2 separate regions of the Mus musculus genome follow, and region 1 is linked to region 2. A link is a contact called in public HiChIP or PLAC-seq data. All regions are on one chromosome and are shown on one strand. The core of a region is the stretch at or near the end of the contact, and the rest is flanking DNA. Distances in the headings are between cores, read along the strand shown.

Region 1 (5,013 bases), core at 226-2,725, 530 kb before region 2:
CTAATGGCCAATTTTTGCAAATGACCATTTTGGTGCTCCCAGACCATTGGGGCAGGCTGAAGCTAATTTCTAGAATGTCCCCTTGATGATGCTGGCAACCGCTTTAATACTGACCTAGAGTTAGGCCATGGATCCTGTTCCAAAAGTGCTAAGTCTGAATTTGCTTTACTTGTGGGCAATGAAAAGCCACCCTATGTGGGTGCCTTGCCCCTGGATATCCTGTGGCTGTCTAGTCTCAGGAATGGCTGGTTGTGGTGTGGGAAGTTGGGCACAACCTTGTGAGGTAGTCATCTTTAAGCACTTATTAACGCCGCCTTGAGCCTTCATCCCATACTGGCTTCATGAGCTTCTCTGCTCTCCATTGAGATTGGAAGCTATGTATGTGACACTGAATGTGTCCCCCCCACCCCCATCTTTTTTCTGAGACAGGGTCTCATGTGTCCCACATTGGCCTTGAACTCACCATGTAGTCAAAGATGACTCTGAGCTCCTGATTTTCCTGCCTGCATCTCTGGAGTGCCAGGATTACAGACGGTCTCCGTCATATTAGTTTATGTGGTGTTGAGCAAGTAATCTGCCGGCTGAGCCACATTTCCGGCTGATATGCATCCTTCCTCTATATCACCCAGGGCACCCCCAAAGGCTGACGACCACTGTGGCTTTTCCCCGACCACCCCTGCTTTGGGTAGGCCCCCAGAATGATCCTGACACCTATCCCTATACCCAAATATGAATGGAGGTCACCATGGCCCGTCTCCTGGGATGACCATTGAGAACATCTAATGGTGGCATATCATTAGGGCTGCCAAAACCATTCTTTCCAGAGGAGAGAGTTACTCTTAAATATGAACTCATAGCAGCATCAAAGCAAGCCCACAAAAGCCCACAGCGAGGAATTTTTTTTCTAAATCTATGTCATTAAAACATGGTAGGTGCAAGGGCTTGTCTGCAGGCCCCTCCCACTAAGCTACGGTGATTGACGTCCAGTAGGCCTTCATCTGTCATGCTCGGCTGATGAGGGGATTCATCGATTCTCTGCTTAGTCACCCGGGGCCCGTGAGTACCAGTCCCCACAGGCCTTTCCCATAGATGCCAACTACAGGGTTTGGCTAATAGCCCCAGACTTCTTTACCTTCCCTTTTTACTGACCCCACCCCTAAAGGGCAACCTCCCCTAGTAACCTTTCCAGTCGCTGTGACTCCTCTGGAGTGTTGACTGAGCCAGAGAGCATGCTCCCTCTCTCCCCTCTTGTGTTTGCTCAGTGGAGGAGCCAGCCTTAGGTTCCTCTGTCTTTACAGGAGCCTCTCACAGGGAGGGGTTGTGTGTGTGTGTGGGGGGGGGGTTGTTGGGGAGCAAGGGTGGGGGAGGCAGGGTGGCTTCCTGCCCTGCTGTTGGTTATCACAGGCTCTGCTAATGCTGCTCAAACAATATCGAGAAGAACCCAGCTCAATAGCACCAGTGTTAGGCCGCAGAGTCAATATTGGCTAAGCAAACACCAGAAAAGAAGGAGTTGCTATTTGCGTAGCTAGGAGTGCTTGTGTGCTGTGGCTGCCTTGTCAGGGGCCCTTGGAAAGGAAGGAAGGAGGTGGGGTTGTAGGTGGAGGGCCCAGGAGAGAAGGGCTAACAGGGACTCCTACCTAGCGGGTGCCAACAGTCGGCTTCAGGATTCCTTGTGGTACATCTGAGCACATCTAGCAACCTGCCTTCACCCCTCTGCGTTTTCTACCCAGAATGTTAGAGTGGTTGCCAGATGTCCATCGGAGAAGCAGGGAGGGAAAGCCTCCCCCTGCTGAGATCCAACTGGCAGGTTGTTTAGTTAGACTGAGGAACTCAGGGTCAGAGTTGGGAGAAGGTTTCCCTTCCATGTCTCTTGGGCCTCCAGCTCCCCGTTTTTCCTCTGTGTCCACACTGGCAGCCCCCTTGAAAAGAAAACGCAGTGTGCAAGTATTTCTGCAGCCCGAAGGCCATTCAGCAGCTGACCAGCCAGCTGTGGCCACCGCCCGGCCTGGCCTCAAGAAGCGAGGTGGCTGCGTCTCAGCTCATGTCCCATGTTTGTCTCTAGAGAATTTTGGGCTCTCGTGGCTCTGAGTGGTGACCTTCCCAGAACGATGTACCTATTTATAGAAGTCTGTCCTTGGTTTTGCTTCTTCTTCTGGGCCACCAAGGATGGGCCTGGGTGAGCTTGACCCCTGTACGTGGACAAGGCTGGGTTTGTGGGAGGGCATGTGGCAGGTTGGTGGGGGAACAGGCTGTGTCTTGGTTCTTCATGGAACACTGTAGAGTCCCTCTTTGTACTTGATGGGGTGTGTGGTACACAGACTATTTGTAGACTGGGGAAGGCACAAGGCTTGGGCTTCTGGTGCCACAATCACCAGTCCTAGATACCAGATTTGAGCTGGAACACCGGAGACAGTACCCAATGACTTTAGCCATGTCCTAATGTCCTAACCCTCGAGTCTTTGCCACTCAAGGCTCCTGCCACTCCCAGACAGAGGTGAGTTCAGGAATTCAGAGAATGAGGTACCATGCAAGTTTTAGATACTATCCCTCCTCTGGAAGCTGAGTGCTCTGTTGACCCTGGAGCACAAAGGGAGGCCACCCTTGAGCAGTTTTGAGGGTATGTGTGCGTGTATGTGAATGCCTGACCACAAGCTTTGGCTCTGAAACATGGCGTTTTGGCAAGGAGGGAGGGGAAGCTCCTTTGTGCTCACATATGGCAAAGGATGGAGATATGTTCCTGTGTCAGGATTGAAGGCAAGAGGATGTTGGTACAGGGCCATGTTTATGCAGACTGAAGACGGCCCCTCCTCCACCCCACTCAGCCTTCCCCTCACCCCTGGTGATGTGAGGACATCCAAGCAGGTATCTGCCTGTTTGGTTCTCATAGCTGTTAGCCTCTTTCTTGTCCCCAAGCCATTCTTCAGAGCTGCTGCTGATTTCTTCATAGACTTGGTTGGGGCCTGCTTAGCTGAATCGGCCCAAAGATAGAAGTATTTCCTATATGGGTACCCCATTTGTGAGGCCATGTGTGGAAATGGGGTCCTGTCCCCTCCAGAGGTTGATTGTATAAGAAGGGATATCTGGGAAGGCTCGGGACATAGCCCAGCCTAGAGCCTCTCACTGTGGTCTTATCCTGGGCCCTTCACTCCAGGCTCTCTGCAGGTGTCTTTTCCATTCTGGTAGAAGGTAGGTAATGAGACTCATGGTGTCACAGAGTAACCATAGGGACTCAATGGTGACAGGGAGGGCAGCCATGGGCTCCGCACACAGGCCTTAGGACCCAGCCTCATTCTTACTTCCTAGGTATTCTGAACCATGTGTCATGATTACGAAGGAAGGAGAGAATAAGCTCCAATTGAAAGCAATTTGATTTCAAATTCACATCCCGCCACTTTGGGCCATACAGGAGCTTTAGATATCCTACCCTTGGGGTGCTACAAGGATGGGAACAGATAGCATATGTGTGGATCATAGATATATCATGGTCTTGATGCCTGAAGCTTAGTCCTCAACACCCTGTGCCTTCCCTCTGATCTTTCCGAGCCTCACAGGCAGCACAGGTTTCACATCGATCAGATGGTCTCTGTAGGACCACACTTTTCATGCCCCAGTGGGCTCTTCTTTCAGGGAAGGGTGACAGGATGCCAGTGATGAGCACCTGATGGCTAGGCTTTAAATGCCAATTCAGAAGCTGTTCACTACCAGGCCAGCGCCTGAGCCCCTGAACTTGCTCCATCTTTGCAACAGGCCTTATGATGTTTAATTTAGAGGTCACAGAAAGTCTGAATGCGGACACAGTTACAGGTCCCGCTTTAGTGTGGTTTAAAGGCACAGCTAGCTCCAGAAGATTCTGATACACAGCAGGTTGTTGGAGTGAAGATGGCTGCTGGGAAATGTCCCATGATCCTGCCCCACAGTGCGGGCAGCTGAGCAACATGTGGCACTGACAACAATAATGTCTTTCATCCCTCTGGGTCCCCCAAGGCCATTTTGTGCTACAGTTACTAGCAGTATTCTCCACTCCCCCCTGCCTGGTCTCCCACTGGGGCCTGGCTCTGTGCTAAGGCTGTTTGCATGCTCCCTGCACCAGTTGGCAAGAACTACCTCAGAACATGCCAGTCTGTGGCCACAGCATGTTCTCTGATGTCTCTGAAGAGGCCTGTAACATGAGTACTCAATGGAGCAGGTCCAACAAAGAACACAGGATGAAGAAGTCTGGGACTCATGGTCACCTTGCCACTGGACGTGAGGACCACATGAGTGTCTCTAGCCAAGAGATCCTCAGCGTTATAAAGGGGTGGAGAGATGGATCAGCAGTTGAGAGTGCACAGTGCTCTTCTAAAGAATCCACATTCAGTTCCCAGCACCTACATTGAGGGGACTCATAACTGCCTCTAACTCTAGTTCCAGAGAATCTGATGCCCTCTTCTGACCTCTGAAGGTACACACACACACACACACACACACACACACACACACACACACACACAGAAGCAGGGCATGAATGCTATCCCTCTCTATCCCAAGAGGCTGAGTTCCTGGTGGTTTTTCCACCATCAGAGTCCCTGTGGCATCTTGTGAATGGCTGGGTGGAGTGTATACTTCGGGAAGTGCATAGGGACAGGCTAGTGACTCTTTGGGACACACACTTTTGCCTCTCTGTTCAGCTCCATGCCTCCCCCCAGGGGCTGCTTGCCTGATGACAGCCAGAGAGCCTGACTGCCAGGCTACTGTGCTGATGAACGCACACCTTGAGGCATCACACTCTGGTATCTGAGTCATGGTGTTCCTTTTCTCAAAGACTTACCAGCATCACGGGTGACTTTAGTGTCCCTGTGACTAACTAGCCTCTTCATCGCTCATGCCTTTTTAGACACAAGAGTGCTACCACTCTGTCACTCCTCCTGGGTTCTGCCCTAAATTCTGTGGCCCCCCAGAGCTGGTTGGTCACGAGCACCATGGGGTGGGGGGGCTTTAGATACAGATTCAGGAAGAAACTGTTGACTGCACCCC
Region 2 (5,161 bases), core at 1,347-3,846:
AACAAAAACAAGGCCCAGAAAGCAGCCAGGTGGATTACTTTATGATGTGTTGGGGACAGGTCTAAGGAGAGAAGTCCTGGTCTCCAGTCTCTTATCTAGAAAGCAGGTAGAGTTTATATCATACATCACACCAAGAAGCTCCCAGAGTGCATATTGGTACCTCTCTCTTTGCTGCAGGGAGAGAGAGAGAGAAGGAGAGGGAGAGGGAGGGGGGGAGGGAGAGAGAGAGAGAGAGAGAGAGAACAGGAAAGACCAAATAAAAACAACTGTAAGGTGGAGGGGTTTATTTTGAGTTACAGTTTTGGGGTAGAGTCCATCATGATGGGGAGGTCATGGCAGGAGAGCCTTGAGCTAGCCAGTCAGATGGCATCCATGGTCAGGAAGGAGAAGGGGTGAATGCTGATGCCCAGCCTGCTTTCCATCAGGCAGGCAGGCACAGCAACCCATGGGATGGTGCTGCCCAACCTAGCGTGGGGTCTTCCTCCTTCAATTAACTCAGTCTAAACACTCCTTCTTCACTGACATGTCCAGAGGTGTGTCTCCAGAGTGACTCTAGAATCTGTTGCCAGTCAAGAACCTCACAGTGGTACACGGGCATGTGCACACACACACACACACACACACACACACACACACACACACAGATCAACAGACCATGGAAAACGACCTAGGATTGGTTACGACCACAGTAGGTCGTCCATTCCCTTCCTCTCTGACTGTCAGTTTCCTCAATCTGGAAAAATTAAGGGATATAGATTAGATGGTTCCTTCTGAGGGAAGCCTGAGGGACCTTGCTGGTAACCGCACCATCATCTGATTAGTGTTCAATTTAAAGCAGTTAATAGACAGCTGGAACTTTGCAAGGCTGGCCAATTACTAGGCGCGGCTGGAGAGCACAGTGCCAGAGAGCACGCTGGGTCCTTGGGGACCAGTCTATATATCAGGGTGTCATCAGCCACTCCAGGGACCTGCAGTATGAATAGCATTGCCGGAGGTTTCGCGCAATGCAAAACAAAGGGAGCTCTCCCGCAGCAGCTCTCTAGGGAAGTAGGACACTCAGAGGCAATTTCCTGGAGTCCCCACCAGGCCCTGGGAAAGCTGAGCAGTGGTCTGGGAGCCTGGCAGAAGGCTGTCCCTCCTCCCTCATCACCTTTCCCTGGGCTCTGCCTGCTGCCTGCTGACAGGACCCAATTAGCATCCTTCTGAGAGGCTGGCAAAGCAAACAAAGAGGAGAGGGATCCCCAGGAGAGAAGACCCTGACAGTGCAGGTCCTGAAGGCCCGAACACAGGCCTTGGACTCAGCCCAGCCTGGAATCCCAGAGCTCCACTTTGCAAGCCCTGTGACTCAAGATAGCGCAGTGGCTTGTTGGAGAAGCAGGTCTGTTTGGGCTTCAAAATTAAGTAAGAATGAGATTTATGAAAGCCATTGAAAGGACGAAAATACGGAATTCACTGGGACCTCCCTGGCGCCAGGCTGCAGATATAATCTGTAGCTCAGGGCATGGGGGGGGGGGGAGGTACTGAGTCTGGGATCTGTGTTTAAGTCTCTGCGACTGGCTGGTGCACCCCTGAAGACGAGTCTCACCTCTCTTGGTGTCTTCATCTGTATCCTGAAAACACTTACAGTGTTTCCCCCAAAGGAATGAAAGAGAAAAGTGAAACTGCCTGGCTGGGAGGGGGGTGGGACTGTGACTCAGAGAGGGTGGCACTACTTTTCTCAGCGCCCAAGTGACTGCCTCAGGTGTGTGTCACCATGCCACCTTGGGACAGCCTGACCAGGTTTAGAGGGGTGGCACTTCCAAGTCCTGGATGACCCACAGCAGCCCGCCTGCCCAGCGGTTAGCTCAGGAAAGCCTCAAATTATACAATTTATGAAACTCGATCCAGTTTTCCGTCTGGAACGTGTGATTAGAAAGATTACACATTGCCTGTTGCAATTATGGTAATGTTGATGTGTGGACAGATAACTGGCAGCGGAGCTGTTCTCAGCCATCTATTTATAGGCTCGGATTCTTGCTATCTCAAGGCAGACATATGGGCCATGAAGGCAGGCGACAAAAAAAAAAAAAAAAAAAAAAAAAAAAAAAAAGCCAGGAGGGGGAGCGTGAGCCTCCCTCGGAATGAAAAGACACCAAAGGAAGCCGTAATTAGGGCTGGGACTGGCTTATGTAAATCAGGTAATACTTTCAAAACAGACACGAGATCCGGTTTTAATAAAGCACATTGGAACAAATGGCGGAATAATGACTTTAATAAATCTAAATACAAATATTTTGTTTCGTCTCCAAAATGAACAGCCCTGGCATCTGCCGAGCTTGGGCCCGGGCGAGGGGCGGCGCTCAGTGTTACTGCATTCTTACGCTCCCTCAGCAGGCTTGAGGATTTTAATTTTTAGCCTTCTGCTAAATTACACGGGCTGTCAGTCAACTGTGGGAGATATTTTGAGTAGCGAGATTTATACAAACACACAGAGCACACTCAGAAGGCTCTGCACAATATCTTTTACACCAACCCAGCATGTAAATCACAGGTTGTTCCGGGCCTTGAATTACAGCTTTTCTGGAGATAGACTGCAGAGACATCATTCACCAGTAGGAGGGATCTGGTGGCACTTTCTCGATGCCCTTCTCACCCCAGTGTGAATCAGAGGCTGACTAGGAGAGTGTTCTTTTGCACTTCCCACCCCAGCTCTGCTGCCTGCGCCTGCGGTTGTTGATCCATGAGGCAAAGAGGCTGCCCGTGTGTGCTCTGATTAGTTAAATAATGTTGTCCTGGACACAGACCGATCTCTTCAAGTGAATAAGACTAGGCATGATGGCTCGTGCCTATAATTCTAGCACTTGGGAAGCAGAGGCTAGGTGCTAGAGGATCTCAAGTTGGAGTTCAGGCTGTGATATAAGTGAGTTTAAGGGCAGCCTGGACGACTTCTTGTATGCTGATGGACAGCTCTGCGGTAGGCAGTCCTGTGAGCATCACTTCCTCTGGTCTTCACTATACCTAAACACCCATGCTTCACTCACTGACATTTTATGTGATATATTGTTCTTCTTTACTTAATAGAACTAGGTTTTGTTTTATGTATGTATTTCTCATGCTATTTTAAACTACTGTCCTCAAGTCTATGGATTCTTTTTTTCAACAGTTTTTTTTTTCTTCTTCTTCTTCTTTTTTTTGTTCTTCAAGACAGGGTTTCTCTGTGTAGCTCTGGCTGTCCTGGAACTCACTCTGTAGACCACGTTGGCCTTGAACTCAGAAATCCACCTGCCTCTACCTCCCAAGTGCTGGGATTAAAGGTGTGCCTCACCACTGCCCCGCCAAATCTATGGATTCTTAATATAAAGGCAACACACATTTCAAATATGTCTCTACCCACAAGGTTTTGAGTGGTCCAATGATTCCGCTTACGGAAGTTTGTTCCTCAGAGTAGTAATGTTGGAAGGTGATGGAACCTTCAAGAAGCGGGGCCTCCAGAGGTAATTTATTAGGTTATTAGGTCCTGGAAAGGGTCTAATGGCATCCTCATGGAGTTAGTTCTCTAGAGAGGACATTCTTAGAAAAAGAACAGGACCACCCACTCCACTCCTTAGCTTTCTGATTTGCCACTCAGGCTCTCTGTCTTGCATGCACTCTCGCCATGACACCCTTTGCCATGATGATATAGCCAGGGAAGCCCGGGACAGAACCCTCATCATGCTGGTTGTACTTCCTAAGTATACTTCTTCTCTGTGTATATTACTCCCCTCCCCCACCCCAGGTATATTGTAGCAATGGAAAAAAAAAGCCCAATACTACACACATGGGAACTAGGATTAATGGCCTGTATTTGGGAAGAGCTAGCCTTTATTCTGTCACATTTTGTTTTGTGTTTTTAAACAGACAAAGGTTGTGATGGCAATGTTCTTAAGCAGCCAAAATAGAAATCTGGTGACCTTATGCCACTCTCGTAGAGGCCTGTGAAATCCAGCAGCCAGGCCTCACTCACCCATATCCTCATGTGATTAGAGTTTCTGCACTGCAGGGCAGGGCTGAAGGCATTCAGCTGTTTCTCCTCACCTACATCTATTCACAATCCCCTCTCTACTCATTTCTTCTCTCTTGTTTAACCAGTTCTTTATACATTTGTATAACTGTCCATGCATCCATCTCTCCACCTATCATTCCATTAATCCACCCATCCACTATGCATGCACGCATCCACCCACCCACTTATCCTTCCATTCATCCACACACCCATTAATCCCAGCCACCTGCCCACTCATCTATCCATCTATTCACCCATCTATCTATCCACCCATCCACTCATCCACTATACATCCATTCATCTACCCACCCATCTATCCACCCATCCATCCACCCATCCTTCCATTCATCCTTCCACTCACCATCCATCCATCCATCCATCCAATCCATCCATCCACCCTTCCGTTCATCCATACACCCATTAATCCCACCCACTTACCCACTCATCCACCCACCCATCTACCTATCCTTCCATTCATCCACCCATCCACTATCCATCCACTTATCCATCCACTTATCCATCCATCCATCCATCCACCATCCTTCCACTCATCCACATACCTACCCATTCGTCCACCCATCTACTCACCCATCTATCTATCCACCCATTCATCTACCCATCCATGCACCCACCCATCCATCCATCCACCTACCCATTCATCCACTCATCTATCCACCCATCGTTCCATCCATCTGCTCTCTTACCTATCCACATACCCACCCACCCACCCACCCAACTATTTGACTTGCAGAGCTGCCCTTTCTGCTGCTCTGTCCTCCCACATGGCCGGCTGAGCACTCCTGTTTTTAAGATAGGCCCAGCTGGCAGAATCCCTCCTGCAATAGTCTGTGTCCTTATTAAAGCTGAGATTTCCACCCATCATTTGTTTATATGGTAGCTCTACAAATCTCTGTCTCCCTTCAGCTCTTTAAGAGAGCTCTTTGTTCCTCTCTCCAGCTTCATCCATCACTGAAGACCACCAGTATTTTGTTACAGAAAGATTTCCTGGTTTCCTTCTGTAACTGCCTCCAGACCTCTTTGCTCTTGGGCTCCTCTCTCTTCCTCACTGTCTTTGCCCAGAGGTGGGTAGTGGTCTCCACACTCTTACTATGGATACTGATCCTAGGTACTCACCGGGAG

Evidence for each region. HiChIP or PLAC-seq counts read pairs in DNA pulled down with a chosen protein or histone mark.
Region 1: a contact with region 2 is called in a FOXA1 HiChIP or PLAC-seq map of pancreatic cancer cells. The contact joins two enhancer-like sites. A contact is called at or near these places in 2 of 15 datasets of contacts at CTCF or cohesin (CD8 T cells and large pre-B cells), 9 of 484 Hi-C or Micro-C datasets (B cells, the N1E-115 cell line, bone marrow-derived macrophages and 4 more) and 2 of 115 datasets of contacts at active chromatin or transcription factors (CD8 T cells and pancreatic cancer cells).

Annotation. Positions count from the first base shown.
Region 1 is chr9:61,805,208-61,810,220 of GRCm38.p6, reverse strand. The region is part of intron 3 of Gm34828 (a long non-coding RNA gene); the gene reads left to right. Among named protein-coding and RNA genes, the nearest start is that of Gm34828, 15 kb to the left of the region's middle. Within about 2 kb of position 1,475, at least 47 of the 459 cell types and tissues checked have an H3K27ac peak or open chromatin away from gene starts, as enhancers often do. A contact at or near this core is called in pancreatic cancer cells, where this site is marked.
Region 2 is chr9:61,275,241-61,280,401 of GRCm38.p6, reverse strand. The region is part of intron 3 of B930092H01Rik (RIKEN cDNA B930092H01 gene); the gene reads left to right. Among named protein-coding and RNA genes, the nearest start is that of Gm51681, 5.7 kb to the left of the region's middle. Within about 2 kb of position 2,596, at least 130 of the 459 cell types and tissues checked have an H3K27ac peak or open chromatin away from gene starts, as enhancers often do. A contact at or near this core is called in pancreatic cancer cells, where this site is marked.